Regions from separate parts of the Mus musculus genome. Here region 2 is linked to region 1. Evidence: chromatin contacts called from public HiChIP or PLAC-seq data. All regions are on one chromosome and are shown on one strand. Each heading gives the region's core, a stretch centred on a gene start, on an enhancer-like site or on the middle of the called end of the contact. The rest is flanking DNA. Distances are from core to core; before and after follow the strand shown.

The links. HiChIP or PLAC-seq counts read pairs in DNA pulled down with a chosen protein or histone mark.
Region 2: an HNF4G HiChIP or PLAC-seq map of pancreatic cancer cells shows a contact between it and region 1. The contact joins the enhancer-like site here to the promoter of Msrb1 in region 1. A contact is called at or near these places in 3 of 39 promoter capture datasets (cranial neural crest, fetal liver and liver), 2 of 15 datasets of contacts at CTCF or cohesin (CD8 T cells and the NIH/3T3 cell line), 1 of 484 Hi-C or Micro-C datasets (forebrain), 7 of 115 datasets of contacts at active chromatin or transcription factors (the SCID.adh cell line, bone marrow-derived macrophages, effector CD8 T cells and 2 more) and 4 of 9 other capture datasets (adipose tissue, liver, macrophages and 1 more).

What each region holds. Positions count from the first base shown.
Region 1 is chr17:24,733,667-24,741,443 of GRCm38.p6, forward strand. It overlaps Msrb1 (methionine sulfoxide reductase B1), which reads left to right and starts at 2,927. Exons shown (of 5, transcript NM_013759.3): 1 at 2,927-3,096; 2 at 5,833-5,981; 3 at 6,414-6,528. The coding sequence starts at 3,042. Rpl3l (ribosomal protein L3-like) reads left to right here. Exons shown (of 10, transcript NM_001163945.2): 6 at 1-78; 7 at 251-352; 8 at 1,751-1,846; 9 at 2,056-2,175; 10 at 2,334-2,477. The coding sequence ends at 2,390.
Region 2 is chr17:24,564,666-24,572,442 of GRCm38.p6, forward strand. It overlaps Pkd1 (polycystin 1, transient receptor poteintial channel interacting), which reads left to right. Exons shown (of 46, transcript NM_013630.2): 4 at 1-83; 5 at 346-1,017; 6 at 1,122-1,305; 7 at 2,462-2,679; 8 at 2,932-3,047; 9 at 3,548-3,674; 10 at 3,961-4,196; 11 at 4,687-5,439; 12 at 6,515-6,646; 13 at 6,856-7,031; 14 at 7,311-7,444. Among named protein-coding and RNA genes, the nearest start is that of Pkd1, 19 kb to the left of the region's middle. Within about 2 kb of position 2,631, at least 59 of the 459 cell types and tissues checked have an H3K27ac peak or open chromatin away from gene starts, as enhancers often do. A contact at or near this core is called in the NIH/3T3 cell line, adipose tissue, pancreatic cancer cells and 1 more, where this site is marked.

The sequences.
Region 1 (7,777 bases), core at 1,677-4,176:
CACCCTGCCCGAGTAGGCTGCTCCATCGCCCGGGCTGGGCAGAAGGGTTACCACCACCGTACAGAGCTGAACAAGAAGGTGTGTCCATAACTTTGAGGACTTTCTAGTGGGGTGGCATGACTCACACATGGATTGAGTTCATGAAATATTACTAGTTCCAGAGTCTGAGCATGTGGGCCAAGCGTGTGACTGGCCATGTTGCTAGCCACAGAACCTACCTCTGGTCCATTCTATGCTGTTTTCCTGCCAGATCTACCGCATTGGCCGGGGGCTGCACATGGAAGATGGAAAGATGGTCAGAAACAACGCATCCACCAGCTACGACGTAACTGACAAGTCAATCACACCCCTGGTGAGAGCCTGGCCAGGATGCCAAGTGGCATCTGATGGGAATCAGGGACAGGGGACAGCTCCATTTGGGTGCCACCCTGCCTGAAGAGCTCCATGTGTTTTCTACAACTGGATGTTGCCCCCCACACAGAATAGGCCCCAGGTCCTGGCAGGAGGGAGGTACTGGGAGAGCTCTCGCACACTTGAAAGCGTCAGTTCTCACCTGCTCCTGCACGCTCATAATCACTGTGAGGGGCTGGTATTCTGTGCCCATAGAGTATGGGGTCTCAGGAGTGAGTCCAGGGCCAGAAGGAAGTAGCTGCGGAGTTTGAAGCATGTGTCTGCTCTTTTTAAAAAAATACATACAGGGTTGGGCGTGGTGGCACATGCCTTTAATCACAGCACTAGGAAGGCAGAAGCAGGCGGATTTCTGAGTTGGAGGCGAGCCTGGTCTACAAAGTGAGTTCCAGGACAGCTAGGGCTACACAGAGAAACCCTGTCTCGAAAAACAAAAAACAACAAAAACAACAACAAAATACATACAGCATTTCATGTAACCCAGGTTGGGCTCCAGCTCCCTATATGGCTGAGAATGATCTTGAAAATTCTCCTCTTCCTTTCCTTTTTTTAAAAAGAAAGATTTATTTATTATGTATACAGTGTTCTGGGAAAAGATTTACTATGTATACAGTGTTCTGCTGCATGTAGCAGGCCAGAAGAGGGCACCAGATCTCATTACAGTGGTTGTGAGCCACCATGTGTTTGCTGAGAATTGAACCCAGGACCTCTGGAAGGACAGTCAGTGAGCCATCTCTCTAGCCTCTGATTCTCCTTTTTCTACCATCTGAGTGCTGAGAGCTTATGCCACGATACCCTGTTTTGTTGTTTTTATGTATAGCACTGGCTATCCTGGAACTTGCTTTGTAAACCAGGGTGGCCTTGAACTCAAACAATCCTCCATCTTCTGCCTCCCAAGTGCTGAGATTAAAGGTGTGTCAGTACCACTCGGCTAAAGCCGTTTATTAAGGTAGTGCTCAGGATGGAACACAGGGTCTCATGCTAGTCTAGAATGTTTCAAACTGAGCTCTCTAGTGAGGCTCTCTCTGGTACCCAAGCTGGCCTTCAACTCAAAGTGATCTCATATCCCCCTCTCAAGTGCTGGATTTACGAGTGTATACCACCGTGCTCAGCAAACCCAAACTTCTGAGCATCAGTGTGCCCACAAAAAGGCATATTGTTAAATGAGATGACACAGGAAAGATACTTAGTATTCAGTTGAGATGTTACTGCCCCCTGAGGAGTGACCCAGTGGGAAGGTATTGTCCCTGCACCCTGGGGTCTGCGCATAGGGCTCCCTCCCACTACAGCCTCCTAACTTGGCTGCCCTGTTCCTGGCTTGGTGTGGTCTGTCTCCCTGTAGGGTGGCTTCCCCCACTATGGGGAAGTGAACAATGACTTCATCATGTTAAAGGGCTGCATTGCAGGTACCAAGAAGCGAGTGATCACTCTGAGAAAGGTCAGTGCTGCTTGGCAAGCTGGGGAGTGGACTCCAGTGGCCTGTTCTGTCCTTTAGCGTGCTCTGTGGTGGGTTGTGTGGTGGGAGAGTAAAGGAAGGGGGTCTGGCAAGAGCGAGGGATTGACTGAGTCCTCCTTGGTGTGAACTGGAGGTCACAGGAGGAGTCGGGGCCCTCTGTCCTTGACATCTCTTCTCTCTTGGATACCCAGTCCCTTCTGGTGCACCACAGCCGCAGGGCCCTGGAGAATATTGAGCTCAAGTTCATTGACACCACTTCTAAGTTTGGCCACGGATGTTTTCAGACAGCGCAGGAGAAGAGGGCCTTCATGGTGAGCTAGTCCCACTTGTTCCAGAGAGGAACTAGAAGAAGGGGCCTTTTTAGCAAACCAGTAGAGCAGGCCCTAGGTGGCCCTGGCACTGGCCGTAGGTAGTATTTCTTGACTGACTCTCCTGACTAACTCTCATCTTGTCTCCTCACCTTAACCAGGGTCCCCAAAAGAAACATCTGGAGAAAGAGAAGCCGGAGACCTTGGGAAACATGTAAGATGTCTGGAATGGAGCACACCTGGGATGTAGCACTCTTGCTATCTGTCCGGTCCTTTTTGTTCAATAAAGTCCTGAGGCAACTCTCTCTGTCTGTCTCTGTGTGTCTGTCTCTCTTCCACATTCCCTGGGAGGCTTGATGTAGATCTTAAGCCTGGGTCGGAGGTTGGGTGATCCCAGACGCGGGCGCAAGGTTTAGCGCCAGATAAGAGGGCTATAGATACAGCTGGGTAGATGCGCCTCCACGCCAGTTGCACAATGGTATTAGTAGTAGCTACCATTGGCTAGTACCAATGTTTATAGCCTAGCCGCTGTACTGGAGCTTAGCATAGGTTTGGCCTTCATCTTAACAGCTAAGCTTCCTGGGAGCGGCTCCCTGGGCGGGGCCTTCTAGAGGCGGAAGTAAGGACGTGATCTCTGGGTAAACTTGGCTGGATGGGTGGGGTTTAGGGCCTATGGGAGGAGAGACTCCTTGAGGGCGGGGCTGCTAGGAGGCGGCCGTGGGGAATCCAAGAGTGACTGGTCCCCTCTAGGGGCGGGGCTTATGGCGAATCGGAAAGTGATTGGTTATTGGGACTGGGTCGGGTTTGAGTCCAGATCTTAGGGTTTTACCCGGACCTGGCTGGGAGCTTTTGCCTGTCCCGTCGCGACCATGTCGTTCTGCAGCTTCTTCGGAGGCGAGGTTTTCCAGAATCACTTCGAGCCAGGTACACCCCGTGGCATTAAAGCATACATTGCCTCCTGGGGAGCTGTGGAGTTCCCGAACCGGGACTGGGCTAGTGTGGTTGCCGAGGAGAAGCGAGCCTGGGAAAAAAGAACTTGGAGGAGGGGAGCTGGGTGGCCAGGGCATTCTGGAGCAGGAGGACTTGAGAGGAGAAGGGACATTCCGGTAGACTCTGTTCTCGAGGGGGACAGGCCTTGAACTTCAAATGTAGATCTCTCTGGGGGATTCTCTGGGCCAGATGCGTAAGGGTGATGCCACCGGATGGTGTCAGAGTGGTCTGAACTTTAGAGCGGAATGATGGTGGTATGTGGTCCAAGGTCAGTGTTGGAATTTGCCCTGACAATGTACCCCCTCGCCCACCCCACCCCCCCGCCTGCAACCCCTGATTTGCTTGGATGAGCGGACAAGCTCTGCACTTGCTGTTCAATCCGGAATGTGCTGTCCCAGATGTCTCTCCGTCCTCTGCGTTGGTTGTCAATGGGTTCTTGCCAGCATAAATGAAGTTTGACCAGTACTGTGAGAGACGTTGCTTGGCTCCCTTCTTGCTGGGTTCTGCTGATCTGGACTAATTTGGTAAAAACTATGGCACTGGCGTTCCAGGGGCAGGATCTGTTTGTTAGATGTCAGTCCTCTAGAGGGCAGGGCTGTGACAATGGGCACCTCTATAAGCCAGTTGTTGTAATACAGGGTTGCTGGGAAGAGACCTCCCTTGAATTCTTTTTGGCTACAACACTCCAGTTGCCCTCAGGCTACCCTGGCAAGCTAGACACTCACTCAGTTTTGCTTCCTCTCCAGTTCCTGATACAGGTTGAAAGAACAGTTCAGACTCCAGGGTGTCTGTCCTCAAGTGGTGGGTGACCGATGATTCAGTACCCTGCAGGTTCCCATTTTTAAGTCTTTCAAACAGTTATGTAATTCAGTTTTGCAACCATCCTTACCCCTTCCACTCATGTGATCTTTTGGGGACAGGTTGAAACCTTTCTTCCCAGCTGCTGTTTTCTGGGGTTCCCTATTTGGCTTGGAAGACTGTCCTCTAGGGCCAGTCTGTTCCTAAGACCGGAGCTGATATCCATGGTATCCAAGACTGTTGACTAGCAGAGATGCCCACTTGAGAAAGAGGACCAAGTGGTTACACTGGCAGTTAGGAGCCCTACTGTGTGGAGCTTGTCTAAGGGTAAAGGGAGGCCACTATCCGACTTCTGGGAGTTTTCTCTTGGCCACGTACTGTATTGTGTGTCTGCAGCACTGGCTTCCATTGTCTTGTCTGTAAGTGAAAATGTTATCTAGGTGTGGTGGTTCATTTGTAATGCCAGGGGATAGGAGGCTCAGGCAGAAGGATTGCCTGAAATTTGAGGTCAGCCTGGATTACATAGTTTCAGGCTAGCCTGAACTACAGTGTAAAACTTGGCCTAGTTTACTTCTCTGTTGTGATAAAAACACTGATCAAAACCCATCTGGGGAGGAAGGAGTTCATTTCAGTTGACAAGTTACTGTCCACCATTGAGGGAAACCAAGGTAAGAACCTGGAGGCAGGAACTGAGCAGAGACTGTTTACTGGTTTGCTACTCTAGTTTGCTTGGCTACCTTTATTAAACAGCCTAGATCCACTGGCTCAGGAATGGCACCGCCCACAGTGAGGTGGGCCCTCCCACATCAATCATTAACCAAGAAAATGTTCCAGTGGGTGGTGATGCTACACGCCTTTAGTTCCAGTACTTGGGATGCAGGGGCAGGTGGATGTCTGGGTTCGAGGCCTGCCTGGTTTACAGAGCTAGTTCCAGGACAGCCATACACAAAGAAACCCGGTCTCAGAAAAGCAAACAAGGGCTGGAGAGATGGCTCAGCAGTTAAGGGCACTGACTGCTCTTCCAAAGGTCCTGAGTTCAAATCCTAGCAACCACATGGTGGCTCACAACCATCTGTAATGAGATGCCCTCTTCTGGTGCATCTGAAGACAGCTACAGTGTACTTAGATATAATAATAATAAATAAATCTTTAAAAAAAAGAAAGAAAAGCAAACTAACAAGATAAGAAAGCTGTCCCTATAGATACACCCATAGACCAGGTTGATCTAGGCAAATCCTCAGCCCCATTCCTCCTTCCTGGGGAACTCTAGTTTGTTTCAAATTGACAAAAACTAATTGGCACAAGATCTTGTCTCGAAACAAACAAACAAGACAAAATAAAAACAAAAGACCCAAGGGGTCTGGAAATGGCTCAGTGGTAAGAGTATACTTTTTCAGAGGACCTGGGATTCATTCCCAGCTACCACGGGATAGATTGTTTACTCAAGTCTCAGGGGATCCAACCCCTTCTGGTGTCTGCAGGTTTTTTTTGCAGACGTTTCATACATGAGGCACACAGGCATACATGCAGGCAAAACACCATATGCATAAAATAAAAACAAGCCTTTTAAAACATCCAAAACTAAATAATTCCATTAAAATGTTAAAGATTTCATGTCACAGGGTCACTGAGAGCAGCTGAAATGAGCCCAAAGGGTGACTTCTGGCCTCCCATAACTCAGTCAGGCATTGCTAGGGGCCATCTACCCCAGAGTTAACCAATGGGCCATGAGCAGGGGATACATGAGGGTGCTGAATGGGCTCCCACTACAGTGGGCTTGGTGCTGGTAGTGTCATTTCCAGGTCCAAGGTCAAGGTGGCTTGCTCAAGACAGATGGTCAGCGTCTCTGCTTTTGCTCATCCTCGGCTACAGGTGTCTACGTGTGTGCCAAGTGCAGCTATGAGCTGTTCTCCAGTCACTCGAAGTACGCACACTCATCCCCGTGGCCAGCGTTCACTGAAACCATCCACCCAGACAGTGTGACCAAGTGCCCTGAGAAAAACCGACCAGAAGCTTTAAAGGTGAGTGTGATAGCCCTGGTGAATGCTGGCCAGGGAGGGTCTTGGAACTAGTCACACCTCTTTTCTTTTGCTCCCTCATGAGGTTATCTCAGGTCTCCACCTTCAGCTGGGGCGGTGGCACCCCAAGAATTTGTTGTTGTTGTTCTTGTTGTTTGAGATGGGTTTCTCTGGGTGGCCCTGACTATCCTGGAACTCACTTTGTAGGGCAGGTTGGTCTTAAATTCAGAGATTCACCTGGCTCTGCCTCCCGAGTGCTGGGATTAAAGACATGAATCACCACGGCAGAGACTTTGAGAGCACTCATATACTGAGGGAACATGAGCTTTAGGACAGCCTCCCCACACAGGCTCCACCCCTTGGGAAATGGGCAGGTGGTGGGAGCACCTCCTATGTGCAGCAGACAGGAGACTGACTGTGTTTGCGATTTCCCAGGTGTCCTGTGGCAAGTGTGGCAATGGGTTGGGCCACGAGTTCCTGAATGATGGCCCCAAGCGGGGACAATCAAGATTCTGAATATTTAGCAGCTCACTGAAGTTCGTCCCTAAAGGTGAGTACCTTTAGCAGCTGGGGACATCTTGTTGTAACCGAGGAAGGTGTGGCAGGGAGGCAGGCTGTGTATGCTTATCTGTCGGCCATGGCAAAGTAAATACACCTGGCGCTAGCACCCAAAAAGCCAGCTGAAGGGTAGCGCCAGGGGCAGATATCCAGGGTATCTCCTACAGGAACATCTCAGGGAGGGTGTGTGGGGTTTTCTCGGTGGCTGGAATCTTCGGTTGGATGCAGGGGTAGGCCACGGCTGAGGAGGATCTGGGCCGTGTGACCAAGGGCTTTCTTCTGACCCTGAGCAACTGCCATTCCTCTCTATAGTAGACATGGCAGCATAGTTTCTATCACATGGCTGCTGAGGACAATTGAAAGTGGGCCCTGGGGCTGGTGAGATGGCTCAGTGGGTAAGAGCACCCGACTGCTCTCCCGAAGGTCAGGAGTTCAAATCCCAGCAACCACATGGTGGCTCACAACCATCTGTAACGAGATCTGACTCCCTCTTCTGGAGTGTCTGAGGACAGCTACAGTGTACTTACATATAATAAATAAATTAATAAATCTTAAAAAAAAAAAGAAAAAAAAAAGAAAGTGGGCCCTGGGGCCTACCACATAGTAACGGTATAGTAAAACACCTTTATCGACCTTTTTAGTGGTAGTCAAGGGCTGTGGCCAGATGATCTGCAGAACGGAGCCTTCAAAAACCAGCTGCTGCCATTGCCTTCCTGTGGGGTGGATCCGTGCTCTGTGTCTGCTAGTGGAGGGAGAGACCGTGGGCTCCCTTTGTAGGACTCATGTGCACACAGCACGCAGAGCACTCTGAGCTGGGTCCCTGGGCCGCTCTGCTGGCCAGGAGCCTGAATCATGATTTTGTTGTTTTCTTTTAACACTTTTCAGAAAAATCCCTTTTTTCCCCTTTATTTTTGTTCAGTGTATATGGGTGTTTTGCCTGCATGTATTTCTTGTGTACCACCTGAGTGCAGTGCCTACAGAGCCAGGGGAGGGCACCAGTACTAGTGTTACAGATGGTTGTGAGATACTATGTGGGTGCAGGGGATGGAACTGGCCCCGTGGAAGAGCAGCCTAACTTTCCAGTCCCTTCCCAGAGTACATTTTAATTATTTTCGTAGTGTATTTGTGGGTACGTGTGCGATACGTGCCACATGTGGTGAGAGTCAGAGGACCATTCGTGGGACTCTGTTCTCTTCCTGCACTGCGTGGGTCCTGGAGATCAAATTCAGGTTGCTAGGCCT
Region 2 (7,777 bases), core at 1,381-3,880, 170 kb before region 1:
GTCTGAGGCAACCACGTGCAGGGGGCCCATTCCACTGGCCGGCCAACCTCTCCTCAGTATCCCCTTATTGGACAATGCCTGTGGTGAGTGCAGTGGGTGTGGGGCTATAGGACAGGGATGACATTTTTTCTTATTGGGCAGTACCCAGGGAGAGTGGAGCCACAGACTTGGTTACAGATGAGGCCCAGGGAAAGGCATACATGGGAAGATAGTGGCCAGATAGGGTCTAGAAGGCATCTTTGGGGGTGGCAGCTCTGACATGGATTTTAAAGAGGGTTGGTAAGGGAACACGATGCAGCCAGAAGAAAGTAAGTTCCTGAGACCACTGTCTCTCTCTGTTCCCAGGTGAGGAATATGTCGCCTGCCTCCCTGACAACAGCTCAGGTGCTGTGGCAGCAGTACCCTTCTACTTTGCCCATGAGGGACCACTGGAGACTGAGGCCTGCAGTGCCTTCTGCTTCTCAGCTGGTGAGGGCCTTGCAGCCCTCTCGGAGCAGAATCAATGCCTCTGTGGGGCAGGCCAGGCCTCTAACTCTTCTGCAGCCTGCTCATCCTGGTGTTCCAGCATCTCACTGTCCCTCAACTCTGCCTGTGGGGGCCCCACCTTGCTCCAGCACACCTTTCCCGCCTCCCCAGGGGCTACCCTGGTGGGGCCCCATGGACCCCTGGCCTCTGGCCAGCCAGCAGACTTCCATATTACTTCCTCCCTGCCCATTAGCTCAACACGCTGGAACTTTGGAGATGGCTCACCTGAGGTGGACATGGCTAGCCCTGCTGCCACCCACTTCTATGTGCTACCTGGGAGCTATCACATGACAGTTGTGCTGGCCTTGGGGGCTGGCTCAGCTCTGCTGGAGACAGAGGTGCAAGTAGAAGCAACACCTACTGTCCTGGAGCTTGTGTGCCCATCCTTTGTGCACAGTAACGAGAGCCTTGAACTTGGCATACGGCATCGTGGAGGCTCAGCCCTTGAGGTCACCTATAGCATCCTGGCTTTGGATAAAGAGCCTGCCCAAGGTGCCTACCCTCCTGCTTCCTCTTGTAACCTGGGTGGTAGGGCAGAGCCTGGCACCCAGCCTCATGCATACCCTGATGTCTTGTTCATTGCTTACCATACCTAGTGGTCCACCCACTCTGCCCCTTGGACACAGAGATCTTCCCTGGCAATGGGCACTGCTACCGCCTGGTGGCAGAGAAGGCACCCTGGCTGCAAGCACAGGAGCAATGTCGGACTTGGGCTGGAGCTGCCTTGGCTATGGTGGACAGTCCTGCCATCCAGCACTTCCTAGTCTCCAAGGTTACCAGGTACACCTATGCTGGAAAGGGCAAAATGGGTGGGGGTTGCTCAGAATTCTGGGTGTGGCCAAAGCCCTTAAGCCTGTAGAGGCTCAGGAGGAAAGCTGGGCAGCTGGGCCTTTGTGTACAGCCCCACAGGTGGCCTTTGCTGCCAGCTCTGTGTATGTAAAGGCAGATGTAGGTAGGGGCAGCTTCTCTAACCGTTTCTGGGAAGTGTCAAAGGTAGAACTGGGTCCTGGCCCCCAGACTTTCCTGTCTCTGTAGGGGAGGGCCCTGGGTCCTGCTGACAGGACTAGTTCTTGGTCACTGTTGATTGTATTTTCTCCTCTTCCTACCGCTGTGCTCACCCCCCACCCCATCCCCTGAGTACCTCCCTTCCCAATGCCACATGCTATCCCATCTGTGGAAAGCCTTTCAGGCTCCTATGCCCTGCGCAGGCTTGTGGGAACATATTCTTGGGCCCTACAGTCCTGTGTCTGGGTGGGTTGTAAGGGTATACTCCAACTCTCTTGGGTGATTGCTCCCTGGGTGGAATTGGAATACCTGTCTTGTGAGTGGTTAATCACATTCTTTACTTTGCCTGTGTGGTTGGAAAGGGGAAATAGAGGTCCAGAGTGGTTAAGACCTGCTTGCTCCAGAATCATCCAGTTGATGGGTAATAGTGCCCTACATGGAACCAGGGCTCCATTATGTCTCCCTCCCAGGGTGTGTGTCTAGGTTTGTGCCCACACCCAAGCATGTACCTTTGTGCATATATGTTCCTGGGTATGTACCTGTGCCTACGTTTGGCCGTGAACCTCTAGATTTTGCCTCTGGAGGGGCCTTCCAGTGTTGATAGTACTATCATGCAGCATGCATAGATGCAGTCTTGGTCCTCTTCTGCAGCCCTCAGAGTTTCCCTTCAGGTGTGGTGGTGGCCCATGATCCTTGGCCAAATCTGAGATGGGTCCCCAAGAAGAGCTGGTCCCATAGACATGATTCTGGATGAATGTGACTATGAGCCTGGGTTTGTGGTCCATGTTGGGTAATGTTTCTGAGGCTGTTTTAACACTTGAAAAATGAGGCTGATATGGCCCATTTACCAGGGTATTATGAAGAGTATGTCCTCAGAGGTCAAGCAGAGCTGCCCCCTGATGGCTTGGCCGTCCCTTGAATCTGGCCATAGGAGCCTGGATGTGTGGATCGGCTTCTCATCTGTGGAGGGGACAGAAGGCCTGGATCCCCGGGGTGAGGCCTTCAGCCTGGAAAGCTGCCAGAACTGGCTGCCTGGGGAGCCACACCCAGCCACAGCAGAGCATTGTGTGCGGTTGGGGCCTGCTGGGCAATGCAACACAGACCTGTGTTCAGCACCACATAGTTATGTCTGCGAGCTGCGGCCTGGAGGTATGGACTGCTGTGTGGCAGAAGCCATCCTTCTCTGTGCTTGTCTTCTAAGCTCAGTACTGACCATGAATGTTTGCTCTTGTGTCTGGGTTGGGACAAAACCAGAAAAAATAAGGACAGAGGAAACAAGATGAGAGGGGGCCAGATGGTTTTGCTAGGTGGCTTAGTCCTAAGTCCAGCTCCAACTTGAATGTTTCCCCAGTGTCACCTCTGCCTGGCTCTGGTACCTCATTGCATACTTACCACCCCTAGGGCCTGTGTGGGATACTGAGAACTTTGTCATGGGAATGTCTGGTGGAGGCCTGTCTGGACCTCTGCATCCATTGGCACAGCAGGAAACTGTCCAGGGCCCGCTGCGACCTGTGGAGGTAGGCCAGCCTTTCTGTGTTCTAGAACCCTTTGCAACATTACTTTACTGCTCTGTTGCTAATAATCAAAGTGGGAGCTGGGGATAGGGTTCAGTATCTGGGTTCAGTTCCTAGCACCTTAACCCTAAAAAAACAAAACAAAACCCCTCAAGTAGGTTTTGTTAGAAGTTGTTAAAATTGTTAGTGTGCCCAGTGTGACAGTTAGAAAAATATTTAAGAGTGAAGAAATGAAAAGCATCTAGTTCTGTTATCTGAAAAATTCTGCTTCTCCTGAACCTTTGCTCAGATAAATTTTTATTTTTTTCACACAAAGTCTTGTTGTATAGCCTAAGCAAGCCTTGAACTCATGATCTTCCTGCTTCAGGCATCCTGTTGTTCACAGCTGACTTTGATTTGGTTTTTCTTCCCAAGTGACATGAAATGAGGTTTAACCTTGAGAGGGCTATCCTTACACTGCCAGGGGTAGATGTTTTGAGCTGAGGCTGTCTCATCTCCTCCAGGTCATGGTGTTCCCTGGCCTGAGCCCTAGCCGGGAAGCCTTTCTCACTGCAGCAGAGTTTTCTACCCAGAAGCTTGAAGAGCCTGCCCAGATGCGGCTGCAGGTGTACCGGCCCTCAGGAGGAGCAGGTGGGGCTCTGAAAGGGAAATGAAGTGGAGGCTTAGTGGGTTGTCTGAATTTTCTCATGCCTTCGATTCCAGCCTCAAGGTAGAATGATGGCAGAGTTGCCAACTCCTGTTCCCTTGTCCCAAAGCTAGATCGGGTGGTACCTGATTGGGGATGATCTAGAGGCAGGGGAGTGATGGTGGAGACTGGGGAACTGCTTATCAAGGTTTGGTTTTATAATGGGTAAGTGGAGCATCCCTGATAGTAGCTTGTTAGTGAATCAGGCTCATGACATCCTTCCTTTCCCAGCAGCGGTCCCAGAAGGCAGCAGTGAGCCTGACAACAGGACTGAGCCGGCCCCCAAGTGTGTGCCTGAGGAACTCTGGTGTCCAGGAGCCAATGTCTGCATACCTTTTGATGCTTCGTGTAACTCTCATGTCTGCATCAATGGGTCTGTGTCAAGGCTGGGACTCTCTAGGGCCAGCTACACACTATGGAAGGAGTTCTTTTTTTCTGTGCCTGCAGGGCCTCCCACACAGTACTTGGTATGTGTCCTGGTGTGGGTCTCTGACCTATTCTTGAGGCTACTTCCCCCTATCTACCCAAGATGGTGGTCTCTCAACTAGATACCTTGCAGGCTTCTTTATATGCTCAATAGCCTTGCCCTGATGCTCTTGCCTGCATCCTGCGCCAGTGCCCAGTCTCATCTCCTTCTCAGGGCCTCTGCCCTCTGTCCTCTGTCTTCTAAGGGGGAACTTGCACTCTCATTTGGAGCAGCTACCTGCTTTCTAGCCTTATGTCCCTGAGAAAGTTCTTTCCACCTGTGGCAGTCACTCTTACTATATCTTCCTTGTGCATGTCCCCTATATTACAATGTCCTGTTTGACTCAGCCATGAGTGCCTTGAGGCAGGGACTCCACGAAGCACCATTTTCAGTGCTGAGGCCTGATATGGGTACTCTGTCCTCTCTGTCTCAGTAGTCCTTCTAGTCTTTATTATGGGGATGTGATACAACACTGCCTCCCTCTTCTATAGGTCACCCTCCACAGCCAGGATGTTCCTATGCTCCCTGGTGACCTCATTGGCTTACAGCATGATGCTGGCCCAGGTACTCTCCTACAGTGTCCCCTGGCTTCCAGCTGTCCTGGCCAAGCCCTGTACCTTTCAACCAATGCCTCAGATTGGATGACCAACCTGCCTGTCCATCTGGAAGAAGCTTGGGCTGGCCCTGTCTGCTCCCTACAGCTGCTTTTGGTCACAGAGCGGCTTACACCACTGCTGGGCCTTGGGCCTAACCCTGGACTACAGCATCCTGGGCACTATGAGGTCCGGGCTACAGTGGGCAACAGCGTATCCAGGCAAAACCTGTCCTGCAGCTTCAGTGTGGTCTCTCCAATAGCTGGGCTGAGAGTCATTCACCCCATCCCCCTTGATGGCCACATCTATGTGCCAACCAACGGCTCAGTCTTGGTGCTTCAGGTAGATTCTGGTGCTAATGCCACTGCCACAGCTCAGTGGTTTGGGGGCAATATTAGTGCTCCCTTCGAGGATGCCTGCCCTCCTGAGGTGGATTTTCTCAAGCAAGATTGCACAGAAGAGGCCAATGGCACCCTGTTCTCAGTGTTGATGTTGCCCAGGCTCAAGGAGGGGGATCACACAGTGGAGATTGTGGCGCAAAATGGAGCCAGCCAGGCCAACCTCAGCCTGAGAGTGACAGCTGAGGAGCCCATCTGTGGCCTCCGTGCTGTGCCAAGCCCTGAGGCCCGAGTGCTACAGGGCATCCTGGTGGTAAGTGTCCTACAACCCAGCCCTCTAAATGGTAAAAACAGGAAGCCTCCTCCCCATTGAGGAGGGATGACCTTCAGGTGTTTTCTAGGGCTGATAGCACCTATTACAGGATTTCCAGTGGGACCTGTTGGGGAGCCCTTGTCTTCTTAGTGATTATATCTCTCCTTAGTGGTGCTGGGTATGGAACCTAGGGACTCGTGCAAGATAGACAGGTTCTTTTGTTGTGAGTACACCTGAGCCCCATTTAACAATTTGTAAGTTACTGAAGGTCACAGTTAGAACATCTGTTCTAAAGACTCAGATGTTTCTACTCTTCAGATTTTAGGAAGCACTTCATCACATTTGCCCCAGCCTTCCCTGAGCCTCCACGAGACCCCATGTGTTTCTGGGCCATCTGTGGTGCTTGTAGCTACCTGATGCATGTGCCTGTTGAAATGGGATCTGAAACCTCAAGATCTAGCTATCTGCTTTATCCTAAGGGGATGGCATTGTCCTCATCTTGGGCATGCCCACCCTAGCACCAGCAGTCATTCACTTAAGGGCCATTTCTGTCCATCTCTCATGACTTGTCCAGGTGTATATGATGGCTTCCCCTGTGGATATACCTGTTCTGCACTGACCTGGGTAAACCTCCGAGATTGAGGTCCATTGAGATTCAAATGTTTTCCCAAAGATTATCCACTGAGAAGGAAGCTTATGAGGACTGGCTGGTCAGGGTGACTGTGTTGCTGATGCTAGGTCCACTTCACAGATGCAGGGATTGAGGGAGAGGTCAAGGTATAATTAAGGCCATTTGACTGTAGGTTAGAGAGGTGACCTTGACACTGGCTCTCAGTACCCAAGCTTGGCCCCTATACTATATAGCTTCTAAGCCAACATGATCCCTGGTACTTCCTTGCTCTCCTTTACCTGGGTGCCTTGCAGTCAGGGTTCAGCTGGTAGACCCCCTTGGCTACCCTGCACCACACACAAAATTCTTCAGTAAGTCTGAGGGGGACAGATGGGACCAGGAGCAGAGTCAGCTTTAGGCTGGAACAAAATCATAGCTTTGGCCAATGTCATGTCCTTTCCCTAGCGGTACAGCCCCATGGTAGAGGCTGGCTCAGACGTAGCCTTCCGGTGGACCATTGATGATAAGCAGTCTCTGACTTTCCACAACACTGTCTTCAATGTAATATACCAGAGTGCTGCCATCTTCAAGCTCTCGGTAGGCAGGGGCCTGTGCAGGGTGGCATGGGGTCCTGGGATATCTGGGTGCTCACTTTTGCCTTCTGTTCTGCTTTGCTTTGCCCCTGAGGACCCTGCTGCAGCTGTGGGTGAGTGTGGGGAGGCTGCTGAGTCAGGGCTCGAGGCCTTTCACCCATTGATCTGTCCTTGCTGCCTCTGGGCCATACCCACTGATGCCTGTCTCCTCAGCTGACAGCCTCTAACCATGTGAGCAACATCACCGTGAACTACAATGTCACTGTGGAGCGGATGAACAAGATGCATGGGCTGTGGGTATCTGCAGTACCGACTGTGTTACCCCCCAATGCCACACTGGCACTGACAGGTGGTGTGCTGGTGGATTCAGCTGTGGAGGTGGCCTTCCTGTGAGTGCTTCTGGGCCTAGCTGAACAGGGCCTGGGCTGGGGGTGGCATCAGGTTCTTATTTCTGCCCCTAGCATTTACCCTGGAATCCTGGCTTAGAGCTTCAATTTCCCCCTCTATTGAGAATACTAGTGGGTAGGACCATGTGGGGCCTGGAAGTCTTGCTATAGTAGATATATAGTACCTTGAAGCCATGACCCAGGAAAGAGTGATTGTAGAGATTCACTTAGAACCAGGGGCGCCCTGTCTGCTCGCTTACTCACTGTCTGCTGCCCTGGCAGGTGGAACTTTGGGGATGGGGAGCAGGTACTCCGCCAGTTCAAGCCTCCATACGACGAGTCCTTCCAGGTTCCAGACCCCACAGTGGCGCAGGTGCTGGTGGAACACAATACCACGCATATTTACACTACCCCAGGTGAGGGGTGGGGCCATTGCCTTTCAGGTCCTGAGCTTGGACAGCCTACCTTTGAGTATGGCTGCCCATATTGTTCCCTCTTTGATCCAGCTTGGGTGGTAGAGTAAGGCCCTTACTGGGATAAAGGAGGGGCACCCAGACATCGAGGGTTGGGGGTTTGCAGGGTCCCTGAGGCCTCAACTTAAAATTTCCTTAGGGAGAGTAAGGTGGGGTCATTGTTTAATTGTAAAAACGCCCGACGCTGCACACCATAAACAGCTCCACGCCAGCTCCACTTGGCACGTGATACTCACGCTATATTCTCACTCATGCTTGTGTTGGTATTCGCTTCCA